Linked DNA regions of Mus musculus: region 2 is linked to region 1. Evidence: chromatin contacts called from public Hi-C data. All regions are on one chromosome and are shown on one strand. The core of a region is the stretch at or near the end of the contact, and the rest is flanking DNA. Distances in the headings are between cores, read along the strand shown. Region 1 has its middle 45 kb from the start of Ubr2. Region 2 overlaps Trerf1 (transcriptional regulating factor 1).

Region 1 (5,409 bases), core at 1,998-4,497:
TTAACCCACTTTTAAAGGAGCAGAGCTTTTTTTTTTTTGTTAATTTGCTTCTATTTGCCCACTCAAAACATAGGATTTTTCATGTATCTGCTGTCGTTTGCCCTTCTACAACAGACTGCTTGTCCCAATGTCTGCTTTTGTCAAGACCTATAAGACTTCCTCTAAACAAATATGTGTCATACAAGCATCAAAGGTTTCCCCCAAGTGTCTCATCTTAAGAGACTTACAAGTGGACTTTTTTTTTTCAAGACAGGGTTTCTCTGTATAGTCCTGGTTGTCCTGGAACTCACTTTGTAGACCAGGCTGGCCTCGAACTCAGAAATCTGCCTGCCTCTGCCTCCCGAGTGCTGGGATAAAAGGTGTGCGCCACCATGCCTGGCTTACAAGTGGACTTTAAAAGAAATAATTATCTATTATATGAGTACACTGTCCTCAGACACACCAGAAGAGGACATTGGGTTCCATTACAGGTGGTTGTGAGCTACCATGTATTTGCTGGGAATTGAACTCAGGGCCTTTGGAAAAGTAGTCAGTGCTCTTAACCTCTGAGCTGTCTCTCCAGCCCCCACAAGTGGACTTTTTCAGTAGTCACCAAGTTAACCTATTTTTACCCCTATGCTATCTACCTTTTGTGTTATATTTAGAAAGATCTTTTCAAAAGAACATCACATAAATATTTACAGGTCTGTTTGCCCACACATGGGTCCTGAAAGAGGATATAAAGCTAATTTGTTTTTTTAGTTTCAACTTCATCATAGGTTCTTTTTCCTTCCTTTCCGGTGTCGATATGTGAGTTCATTTTTTTTGAGTATTGAAGTAGCAAGAGCCACATTTTGCACCTCAAAATTGTGAGGGTTGTTTCTTTATTATGATGCTGCTGGCCAATCGTGCATTAGGAGTTTCACAGACTTATCTAGCAATAGCGATTTAAAAACAACAACAACAACAACAAAAAGTTTTATGTGGGGGTAAGTGTTCTGTAATCTGAAAGTCTTCCAATTTTTCTGTCAAACACCACCCCCTGCGCACACACACACACACACACACCGTTTCATTGTTTCTGAGAGCATCTTACAGCGCTGCCTAGCTGGCGTTAGATTCCTGACCTCCCTCCTCAGCCTCCTGAGTGTGAGCCACCAGGCTAGACTTTGCCTTTGGTTTGTCTTTTGTTTTGTAATGGGGTTGGTCAGTATCCGTTACTTTTCTGTTGCTGGGATAAAATACTATGACCAAAGGCAACTCATGGAAGAGTTTCTCCTGCCTCAAGCTTCCAGGAGTTCCAGAGAGCTCCATGCCCATAATGGTGGGGATGGCATGGAGAGGGAGGAGCCTGAGACCGCATCCTAATCGCACACTGGAAGCCGAAAGAGCAAGCAGGAAGTGGAGTGAGGCTATAAATTCTCCAAGCCCTCCCCCAATGACGTACTTCCTTCTGCAAGGCTCCACCTCCCAAAGTTCCCTCCACCAATAGAGAACCAAGTATTTAGATACATGGGTCGGGGGGGGGGGGTCTCATTAAAGCCACCAGAAGGCCACACTGTGCCATCCAAGCCACTCTCAGATTCCTAGGCTCACGTGATCATCTTGTCTCAGTCTCCCAAGCAGCTAGGGTGACAAAAACATACCACCAAGTTCAGCTGCCCTACATCTTGCCAAAACTAAATCGTTTTTCTGGATGTGGGACTTTCAGACTAAACTGGGAGATGTCCAAAGCAAACGGGACCAAGGAGTCACTGTGGCTGTCAGGTTCTTCGGACTGTGTGGGAGACATGTGCAGTTCACACAGGGATGCCGGGCTGTGTGTGGAGTCACAGTCGATGCTCTTGTGAGTGGATGTGTGTGCTGAATTGTCCTCTAGGGAACCCTGGTGTGCTAGAATCGTGAAGAAAAGTTGGATTAGGCACTGGGGAGTTGGTTCGCTCTGGAAAGTGTATGCCATGCAGGCATGAGGACCAGAGTTCGGATTCTCGTCACAAACATAAAAACCAAGGCTCTGGTATAGCTCCAGGCTCTCAGGGATTGGGCAGAGACAGGAGGATCCCTGGGGCTCCCTGGCCAGCCAGGCTAGCCAGGGAGCCCCAGGTTCATTTAAAGATTCTGTCTGAAAGAATAATAAGGTAAGAGGCTGGTGGGATGGGTCAGTGTATAAGGGTGTTCATCACCAACTGGGATAATATGAGTTGAATCTCTGAAGCCCAATGGGGGAATCTCTTCTGGCCTCCTAGTGCACTGTGGCATGCAAGGTCTACAAACATGTATGTATGTATGTATGTATGTATGTATGTATGTATGTATGTATGTTTGCACCTGTGCTCTCTCTCTCTCTTTCTGTCTCTCTCTCTCTCTCACACACACACACACACACACCCCAAATAAATGAATAAATAAGCATTTAAAATTTTTTAAGGGCCGGTGAGATGGCTCAGTGGGTAAGAGCCCCCGACTGCTCTTCTGAAGGTCCAAAGTTCAAATCCCAGCAACCACATGGTGGCTCACAACCATCCATAATGAGATCTGACTCCCTCTTCTGGTGTGTCTGAAGACAGCTACAGTGTACTTACATATAATAAAAATAAATCTTAAAAAAATTTTTTTTAAGGTGGAGAAGCAATTGAAGAGGGTACCTGACACCTGCCTCTGGCCTACACATGGGCACTCTGTGCGCACAAGAATGTCTCTCCGCACATACACAAGTGCATGTGAAATGAAAGGAGTCTGCTTTAGCAGAGGAGTGGAGGTACTTGACAAGACTGAAGAACTGGAAGGACCGGTATGGACCGGGATTCCAGATTTCAGGAATCAGAGAGGCACTGTAGGGCAGAGACCCAGCCCCCAGCCTGGCAAGATAGAGTCCTGGTACCACGGGCTTGGGAACCAGAATCAGGTTTCAAGCAGAAAATCTCCTTAGGGACTAAGGCTCAGGGTATCGCTCGGCTCTGGAGTTTCCAAGAGTGAACAATTAGGAATGGAGAGATGCACTAAGAGGCTCTGTCCTAAAGCCTCAAAGAGGGCTACCAAGATGGTTCTGTGGATAAAGGTGCTTGCTACCAAGCCTGACAACCTGAGTTCGATTCTGAGGACCCACAGAGTGGAAAAGAAAGAACCGGCTCCCTCAAGTTGTCCTATGACCGCCACATTCATGGACGCATAAATAAATAATAAATAAATAAGGCATTCATGAGACCATGTGAAAAATCACACACAGCCAGCCTGGTTCTCCTTTCCTTAAGCTGCCTGCCTGCCAGTGCTAATTTTAGTGTCAGGGCAGTCTAGAGAAGCGGCTCCCACCGGTTCCTGCCAGTTCAGACTGCGCATTGTTCTTTCGTTTCCTGAAATATCTAACTTTGCATTTCTTTAAAAAAAAATACTACCCCCAATATGCATTGGGATAAAATTAGATCATGAAGAAAAATGTAACGACGAAAGCAAAAGTTCCTGCAATTGCTCTCGATTTAACTGGCTGTTGACGTTTCTGTGTTCTGTCCCGCTCATAGGGAGCCACTGACTTTGTCTCTGGAAGTTCAACTGTGTGTGATTTCTTTTGGGAAGGGTGAGGTATAAGGGTTCCACAGTACTAGCCAACCAGACTGGCATGGCATCTGAGATCGTCCCAGCTCAGCCTTCCAAACGCTGGCATTCTGGCGTGCATCACCACATTCGACTCCAAATGTCATTTTTGGATGGTGGGCGGGGTGGGGTGGGGGTTGTTTGTTTGTTTGATTGCTTGTTTGTTTGTTTGTTTGTTTGTGTGATTGTTTCATTTTGTCTTGAAACAGGATCTCAAAGTGATACAGTCTGGCCTCAAACTCACTATGCAACTAATCGGCCTTAACTCTCTTCCGGTCTGTCTCTCAAGCTAGGGTTACAAACATGTGACATTATGCCTGGCTTGCTAAATGCCTTTTCTAACTGAGTTGGTTGGTTGGTTGGTTAGTTAGTTGGTTTGTTAGTTAGTTGGTTAGTTAGTTGGTTAGTTACATACTTATTTAGTTAGTTGAAACACAGTCTCCTATAGGTCTGCCTGCCCTCAAACTTGCACAGTAGCTGAAGTTAACCTTGAACTCCTCATCCTTCTGTCTCCACCTCTCAAGTTCTGGAAGCCTGCATCACCCTACCCCACCTTAATATATTGTTTTAACATAACATTTGCTGAAAACTTTTTCCGCCTCAATAAATAGTATCTATATCAGCATCAGATGCCAGCTCACCAGAACCTAGTCTTATCTGGGAGATGGAATTCTGGCCATGCCTGTCAAGGGCGGGCTTGATTGAGTTAATGTGAGAAGACTCTTCCTAACCATGGGTGGGAGTGTTCCCTAGGCAGCGGATCCTGGACTACACAGAGCGGAGAACAGTGAGCTAAGTCGTGGCCAGCATACACACACACTGCTTCTCCGCTGTGCATGGGATGCAGCCAGCTCCTCCGAGCTCCAGGTGCCTTGGCTTCCCCCACTCCTCCTGCTCCATGGCAGTCTGTAACTTGAGCTGTGAGTCTGAGTAAACCTTTCTCCCTTAAGTTGCTTTTGTTAGAGTATTTAACAACAGCAACAGGAAAAGAAGCTAAGATACATACTGTTTCCTTAAACTGACAGTCAAAATAAGGGTACAACAGTCCCTCTAGGGTTCACTGGGTTCTGAGTTATGAACTTGCCTTAGCCCTCCCTTCAATAAATATAACTGAAAGGACAGTGTCTACATCTATTCTTTTGAAGATTTATTATTTTATTTATGTGTATGTGAGTGTGCATGTTCCTGTGTATATGCAGGTGCCCCCAGAGACCAAAGGAGAGCATCAGATCCCCTGGAGCTGGCATTACAGGCACTTTGTGAGTTGCCACATGTGGGTGCTGGGAACCAAACTCTGGCTGTCCCCTGCATGAGCAGGAGGTGCCCTTGACTTAAGAGCCATGTCTCCTAAATTTATTTTTAGCTGACACATTTAGAGATTAAGAGGCAGATCCTGAAGCCTGGCATGGTGGCACACATCTTTAATATCAGCACTGGGGAGGCAGAGACAGGTTTGGTAGGTTTGAGGGCAGTCAGGTCTACATAGTGAATTCCAGGATAGCCAGAGCTAATAGTGAGACCCTGTTTATAGATAGATAGATAGATAGATAGATAGATAGATAGATAGATAGATAGATAGATAATTGATAGATAGATAGATAGATAGATAGATAATTGATAGATAGATAGATAGATAGATAGATAGATAGATAGATAGATAGATAGACAGACAGACAGCAGGTTCTAGAGTTTGGTTGCCTGGATTCAAATGCTTTCTTTTTCAGCTCTTTTCTTTCCTTTCTCCAGCTGTTCATTTTCATCTGAAAATAGGAACCATAGTGAGGTCTACAGGGTAAGATTGCCACAAGGACCCCTTTTGCGTGCCCAACAGGTTTAGCAGAG
Region 2 (5,883 bases), core at 1,039-3,538, 280 kb before region 1:
CCTCAGATGGAGCATCAGGAGACGCTGATAATGCTCACCCCCAAGCCGATCAATGAACAGTCTCTTTGACTTTAGATTGTACATTTATCAGAGTTATTGCCACTCTGCCTGGAGACGTTGGCAGGGTTACTCAGCCTTCTCAAGCCATCAGCATCTCTATGGAGGCCATACTTAACTACTGCCCCTCACTGGGCTCACTATCAGTGCTGGTGCAAAGAGCAGGGCTGAGTTCCCAGCTCTGCTTACTTTTGAGACATCCATTACTTCAAGTGTCCACAAGGCTTGCTGGGCCGTCTGCTAGGCAGGAGTCCCCATACTTGAAGGAGGAGGGGGGAAAAAAAAGACCTCTTGGGGGTGTGCCTTGAGGTTGTTGCTCTGTAATGAGGTTTTCTGTCTCAGGTCTTCAGTTGTCCAGGAAAACAGTGGGATGGTGGCTCCCTTTCTTCTCTGTGTCACTCCTACTTTGAGGCTAGTGACAGAAAGAGGATGGCACTTGTACAGTCCTAGTAAGTATGAAAAGGATAGTGCTTGTACTCACGTGTGCATGCATCCAATAGGGCATGGCACACAACACATGGCCTCCAGAGACCAGGGACTGCTCACTGGGATTGAAGCTCCATCCTTGGGTCTTAGACTGAGTTCCTGGTATAGATAAATGACATCTGAGCACTCTCCCCAGATGGCTTCACTAGGCTGTGACCAAGGTTGATTTTAGCCAGGAGATCTTCTGCTGTGCATGTGCCCTGACAGTTCTTCCTTCCGGGACAGCACGGAAGTCCAATTCTTAGTTTCCTTACCCTTGGGCACAGGTGGCCAGTTCACTGTGACCAACACTGTTTGGTCATAAATAGGTGCTCAATAGATGCTCTGTGTCTCTACAAGTCACTTGAGGCAGATCCTGTATCAGCGCAGGCGATGGGACACACATTGTTCTTCTGATGTGTGGCCTCTTATGAGGCTGCCTGGCCCTGTTGGAACTCCTTGCTTGGTTTCTCAAAGCTCTGCCTCTCTCTGTAAGATCTCTGCCACCCTCCAGGCTGGCAAATGAGGTTAGTGGGCTGACATTCCCCCAGACTTACTTGTTCCACCTGGGGATTCCTGGCTATTGGGCTATTATCAGCAGGGGCCCTAACAAGCCGATTAAGGCTAATGACAAAGAGCCTAATTAACTGGATGAAATGGGCACTAGTATAGTATCCAGAGGCAAAATGCATGGAGCTTTGGTTGCTGGGAAACGGCCCTCTGGATGGTGGCTAATTTGGGGCCAATCTACAGCAAATCCAGGCAATTAAAAACAGACATTCCTGGGGCAGAGAAAACTTGGACACAGTATCTTTTTTAGAGGGTCTCTCTGGCTTCCTTTCAGGATTAAAAAAAACCAAACCACCTTTTATTGATGTCAGTATTGTGGTTACCACAGAAAGACATGCTCGCTGTAAAAAAAAACGGGAGCCTTTATGGCAGATTTTCAATGTCACACAGAATTATCTATAGCAAGAAAAGGTCAGATTTTTTTTTTTTCTTGGAATGTAGACTGCTGCCCAAGTTTCTTCTAGGTGCAGTAAGGAGGGACGGCTTCAATCTGAGCCCATATTTTGAGTTTGTCACCAAACATATTTTGCAAATGCTATGTCAGGCGAGGCAGGAGAATGTACTGACTTAGGTATAGTAGAAATCTACTATGTAGTAAAAATAAAACAAAATAAAAGCTTCCACAGCTGTGTTCTTTGCAAAGTAATTCTAGCCAAACACAGAATTCTGTCTCCTTATTAACTTTGGGCAGCTTCCAAGACGAGCCCAGACTTTGGAAAGGGTGTCTCGGGGCTGGTGAGATGGCTCAGTGGTTAAGAGCACTGACTGCTCTTCCAAAGGTCCTGAGTTCACATCCCAGCAACCACACGGTGGCTCACAACCACCAGTAATCACATGGTGGCTCACAACCACCCATAATGAGATCTGATGCCCTCTTCTGGTACGTCTGAAGACAGCTACAGTGTACTTAATTACAATAATAAATAAATATTAAAAAAAAAAAGAAAAAAGAAAGGGTGTCTCTCGCAGGTCTTATTTGTCTTTCAAAAGTCAAGGCAGACTTTGAAGCCCCAGTGGGTACTTGTGGTTGTGGTGGGACGTGACAGGATTCTTCGCTGTACCTTGCGAAGAAGCTAGATCTAACTCAACCACCCACAATCCCCTGCGCACATCTGCATAAAAGACCTGTTCAGTGGAGATATCACCGAAGCTCCAGCTGTCTGACTACAAGCTCCACGACTCCTCCATGTACAGTACACCCCACCCCCGATGTGAGTGCTTAAGCGAAACCACTGGCGAGGGACAGTGTGTCCCCGTGTAGACTGAGCACTGGGAGGCACTGCACAGCTGTTCTCTGAGGATGCTGCCTCTGAGGATGCTGCACAGGCTCTTGAACTTTGGCAGGCTGCCTTGAGGGCTGGGCCAGACGCCCACCTTGCTCACTGGTCCTTTGCCTCATGGCATTTCTCTCCTCCTGGTCCTGAGCGAGGGAGTAGAGTGTTTCCACAGGCTTGTATCTATCTGCCTAGGACCTCTGTCTAGCTGTCTTCCCTCCAGGGAACAGCACAGCTCGGATCTGACTTCCTTCCTTAGGTGTCACAGTTAGTTTTTGCTCAACTTGGCACACATTTTGACATACCAGTGGAAGAGGGAAGCTCAACGGAAAAACTGGCTCCATCAGATTGGCCTGTGGCCATGTCTGTGAGACATTTTCTTAATTGCTAATTGACGGTGGAAGACCTGGGCGTTTGGGGATGGTGCCATTCCTGGGCTGGTGAGCCTGGACTGTGTAAGGAAGGCGACTGAAGGAGCCAGTAAGCAAGCCAATCAGCTGTGGTCCTCTATGGGCTGCCTCAGACTCTGTTTCCTGATTCCTACCTTGGCTTCCCTCAATGGTGGACTATAAGCTCTAAGTCAAATAAACTCTTTCCTTCCCTTGGTTGGTTTTAGTCTGTGTTTTATCACAGCAATGAAGACCAAACCAGACTAGGAGCCTAAAGGGAAATTCCAGGAGTCAGATGGGTCTAGTTCTCAGGCTGGAAGCCAAAAGGGAACTTGAGGGTAGGTGTTCCAACGAGGGAGAAATTGAGCTGACCGTCCAACTGGGAGTAATAGAAAGGCTCTGGGCACAAAGGCCGAGGCAGGACAGGGCTATGATGGGACAGGATTCAGTGACCCCCCCCAGGAATCATATACAGGGGGTTTCAGAGTATGGCATGGTGGCTGGGACAAAAGATGTAACGAACTCAGTTATCTCCCTTTTTTTGTTGTTGTTGTTGTTTTTGTTTTTCGAGACAGGGTTTCTCTGTGTAGCCCTGGCTATCCTGGAACTCACTCTGTAGACCAGGCTGGCCTTGAACTCAGAAATCCGCCTGTCTCTTCCCATGTCTTGATAGGCAGCTGTCAAAGATCTGGAATTGTATCTGACTTCAGGGACCAGTGTCTTCATCTGCTCACAACACTAGAATATTCTTGGAGGCTTGGCTTGTAATCACTTGGAGAAGAAGGCAACTGACTGGTAACCCCCCTCTTCGGGTCTCCAAGGGCTGAAATGATTTCAGAAAGCAAGAGTTTTTCCTAAGGTATTTGAGAGGGAAGAAGTTGGGGGAATGGATAATCTAGCAATACTCCATCCGAAAAGCTTAATGGGCCTCAGCAGACTTTCAACATTCTTGGTAACATTTTCATGTTTTGTTTTGCTTGGGGCTGGAGGTGCTCTATCCCATGGCTTCCTGGTCTTTTGTGTCATGATGCACATAAAAAGTGCATAGTTCTTGTTTACCACACTGGGAACAACTGGAGAGGATCGTGTCCTGGATGAAGAGGCTCACTGCTGGCCACAACCAACCCCGAGGTTCTGTTGAGGCGGTGTGACCTGCGGTTAAGCCAGTGGCTGGAAGCTTCTTTCAGCCCACACGAAGCTCCGCCCACTATGCAGAGGAGTTTGGGATCTCTCCTGGATGCTGAGGATCCAGGAAGTTGGGAGGGCCTGCCAGGGTTTAATGGAACAGCATATGATGCTAACAGCATATGATGCTGGGGATTAAGAAGCAATGAAACTGTTTGCACGTCAGATCGGTGAGCTCCCACATCGTTGGACCCACACAAGTGGGGGAGATGATGAAGTTGGCTCCTTGGGCCCTGGTTACATGATGCCTTTAACTTAAGTGTCCATCTCCGGCTTGTCTCTTCCATGTGACTGCTGTCAGCTGAAACTGACCCCCAGGTAGGTGTCCTTGGGTATTCCTCATACACAACTTTGAGGGTTTTCTACTTGGTGACAACAGGTGGCGCAAGCCAACTCACAGGATGGAGGGAGAGACAAAAGAAACCTTCACATTTGGGCTGCGTTTGGTTGTCTGGTGAGGGACTGGAAGGAGTGTTAAGGGGTCCCCAAGACCATACATTCAGTATCTACCAAGGGGAGGTCTGCCCAAGGCACCAAAGAAACCCTCAAATGATACAAATCAAGGGGCAGTGGCTGGAGAGACAGCCCAGTGGTCTACAGTGGATACTGAGCTTGCAAAGGTCAGGAGACTGGCTTTGAGCACCCCTCACAGGTGACCCAAACTTCCTTCAAAGTTCAGCTTTCATGCATCTCGCACTCTCTTCTGGCTTCTGTGGGCAATGTAATAATGTGCTCTTGAGCACGCACAGGCAGGCAGGCAGGCAGACAGACAGGTAGACGAAATTAAAAATAAAATCTTAAAAAAAAAATCAGGCTGGAGAGAAAGCTCAGTGGTTAAGAGCACTGACTGCTCTTCCAAAGGTCCTGAGTTCGGATCCCAGCAACCACATGGTGGCTCACAACCGTCCATAACAAGATCTGATGCCTTCTTCTGGAGTGTCTGAAGACAGCTACAGTGTACTCACATATAATAAATAAATAAGTCTTTAAAAAAAAATCAAGGGGCAATGAAAGACCCAGTCATTCTGAAGTAGACAAACAAGGCAGGACTGGGGAGAAAGAGTGGATGGGTTTCCAGTTAGTGGAACCTCCATTCATGGCCTCATTTGCTGTCCTCAGGCTCCTCAACCTATTTCCTTCACACTCCATTTAAATCTAAAGCTGTTTTCTACTACTATGACTACTACAACACACACACACACACACACACACACACACACACACACACACACCCTGAACACACGCACACATGAAGTCTTTCTCCTGGCATTGAAATAGCCTTTTCTTCCTTTCCTTTCCTTTCCTTTCCTTTCCTTTCCTTTCCTTTCCTTTCCTTTCCTTTCCTTTCCTTTCCTTTCCTTTCCTTTCCTTTCTTTTCTTTTCCCTCTCTTCTTTCTTTTTCTAATTCAAGTCTATAGAAAGCCTAGGGCCTTGAGGAAGACCCGAGCCCACCTTTACTGCCTCCAAAGCCACGGGCTGCTAAGAGTGGCCTGCTCTGTGTTGTAGCCTTGGTGGCTCTTCCCTCTGATGCACAGGTCCCACTGCCTGGTGGGCAGCCATCGTGCACCATCTCCCAGATCTTGGGACATTCACAGGGGCAGGTGTTTACACTGACACGTGCCTAGCAGTGTTGGGCTAATGGACCCAGTGTTATCTACTTGTTCAAACAAATGACACAGAGCCAAACGTGAGGTGCCCGCTCTTAGGAAGCGACAGCGCCTGGGTATCCTGGCAACCTACCGGCGTAGTGGTAATTTGCTAAAGGATGACATTTTAACCTGACTGGCTTCCGCAGCAGCAGCATTTCCAGGGTAGCCTGCGGGGTCAGAGAAAAAAGGCGGAAGTCAGTCTATGTGCGAGTCTCACAGGAAAGCAGGTCTAACACTAGAGCAGAATGGGGAAGAAACCCAGGGGCAGACGATGCTAATGGGAATTTCCTTCCA

The links. Hi-C and Micro-C count contacts between places; a contact is called where the count stands out from the background.
Region 2: a contact with region 1 is called in a Hi-C map of cerebral cortex, with 2.3 times the contacts expected there. The contact joins two enhancer-like sites. A contact is called at or near these places in 2 of 39 promoter capture datasets (HPC-7-derived erythroid cells and hippocampal neurons), 36 of 484 Hi-C or Micro-C datasets (the AML12 cell line, B cells, the C2C12 cell line and 29 more), 4 of 115 datasets of contacts at active chromatin or transcription factors (the HPC-7 cell line, bone marrow-derived macrophages, embryonic basal ganglia and 1 more) and 1 of 9 other capture datasets (embryonic stem cells).

Annotation. Positions count from the first base shown.
Region 1 is chr17:47,052,684-47,058,092 of GRCm38.p6, reverse strand. No RefSeq gene overlaps it. Among named protein-coding and RNA genes, the nearest start is that of Ubr2, 45 kb to the right of the region's middle. Within about 2 kb of position 3,247, at least 59 of the 459 cell types and tissues checked have an H3K27ac peak or open chromatin away from gene starts, as enhancers often do. A contact at or near this core is called in cerebral cortex and granulocyte-monocyte progenitors, where this site is marked.
Region 2 is chr17:47,328,891-47,334,773 of GRCm38.p6, reverse strand. It overlaps Trerf1 (transcriptional regulating factor 1), which reads right to left. Exons shown (of 17, transcript NM_172622.3): 11 at 5,681-5,756. Among named protein-coding and RNA genes, the nearest start is that of Mrps10, 37 kb to the left of the region's middle. Within about 2 kb of position 2,288, at least 49 of the 459 cell types and tissues checked have an H3K27ac peak or open chromatin away from gene starts, as enhancers often do. A contact at or near this core is called in cerebral cortex and granulocyte-monocyte progenitors, where this site is marked.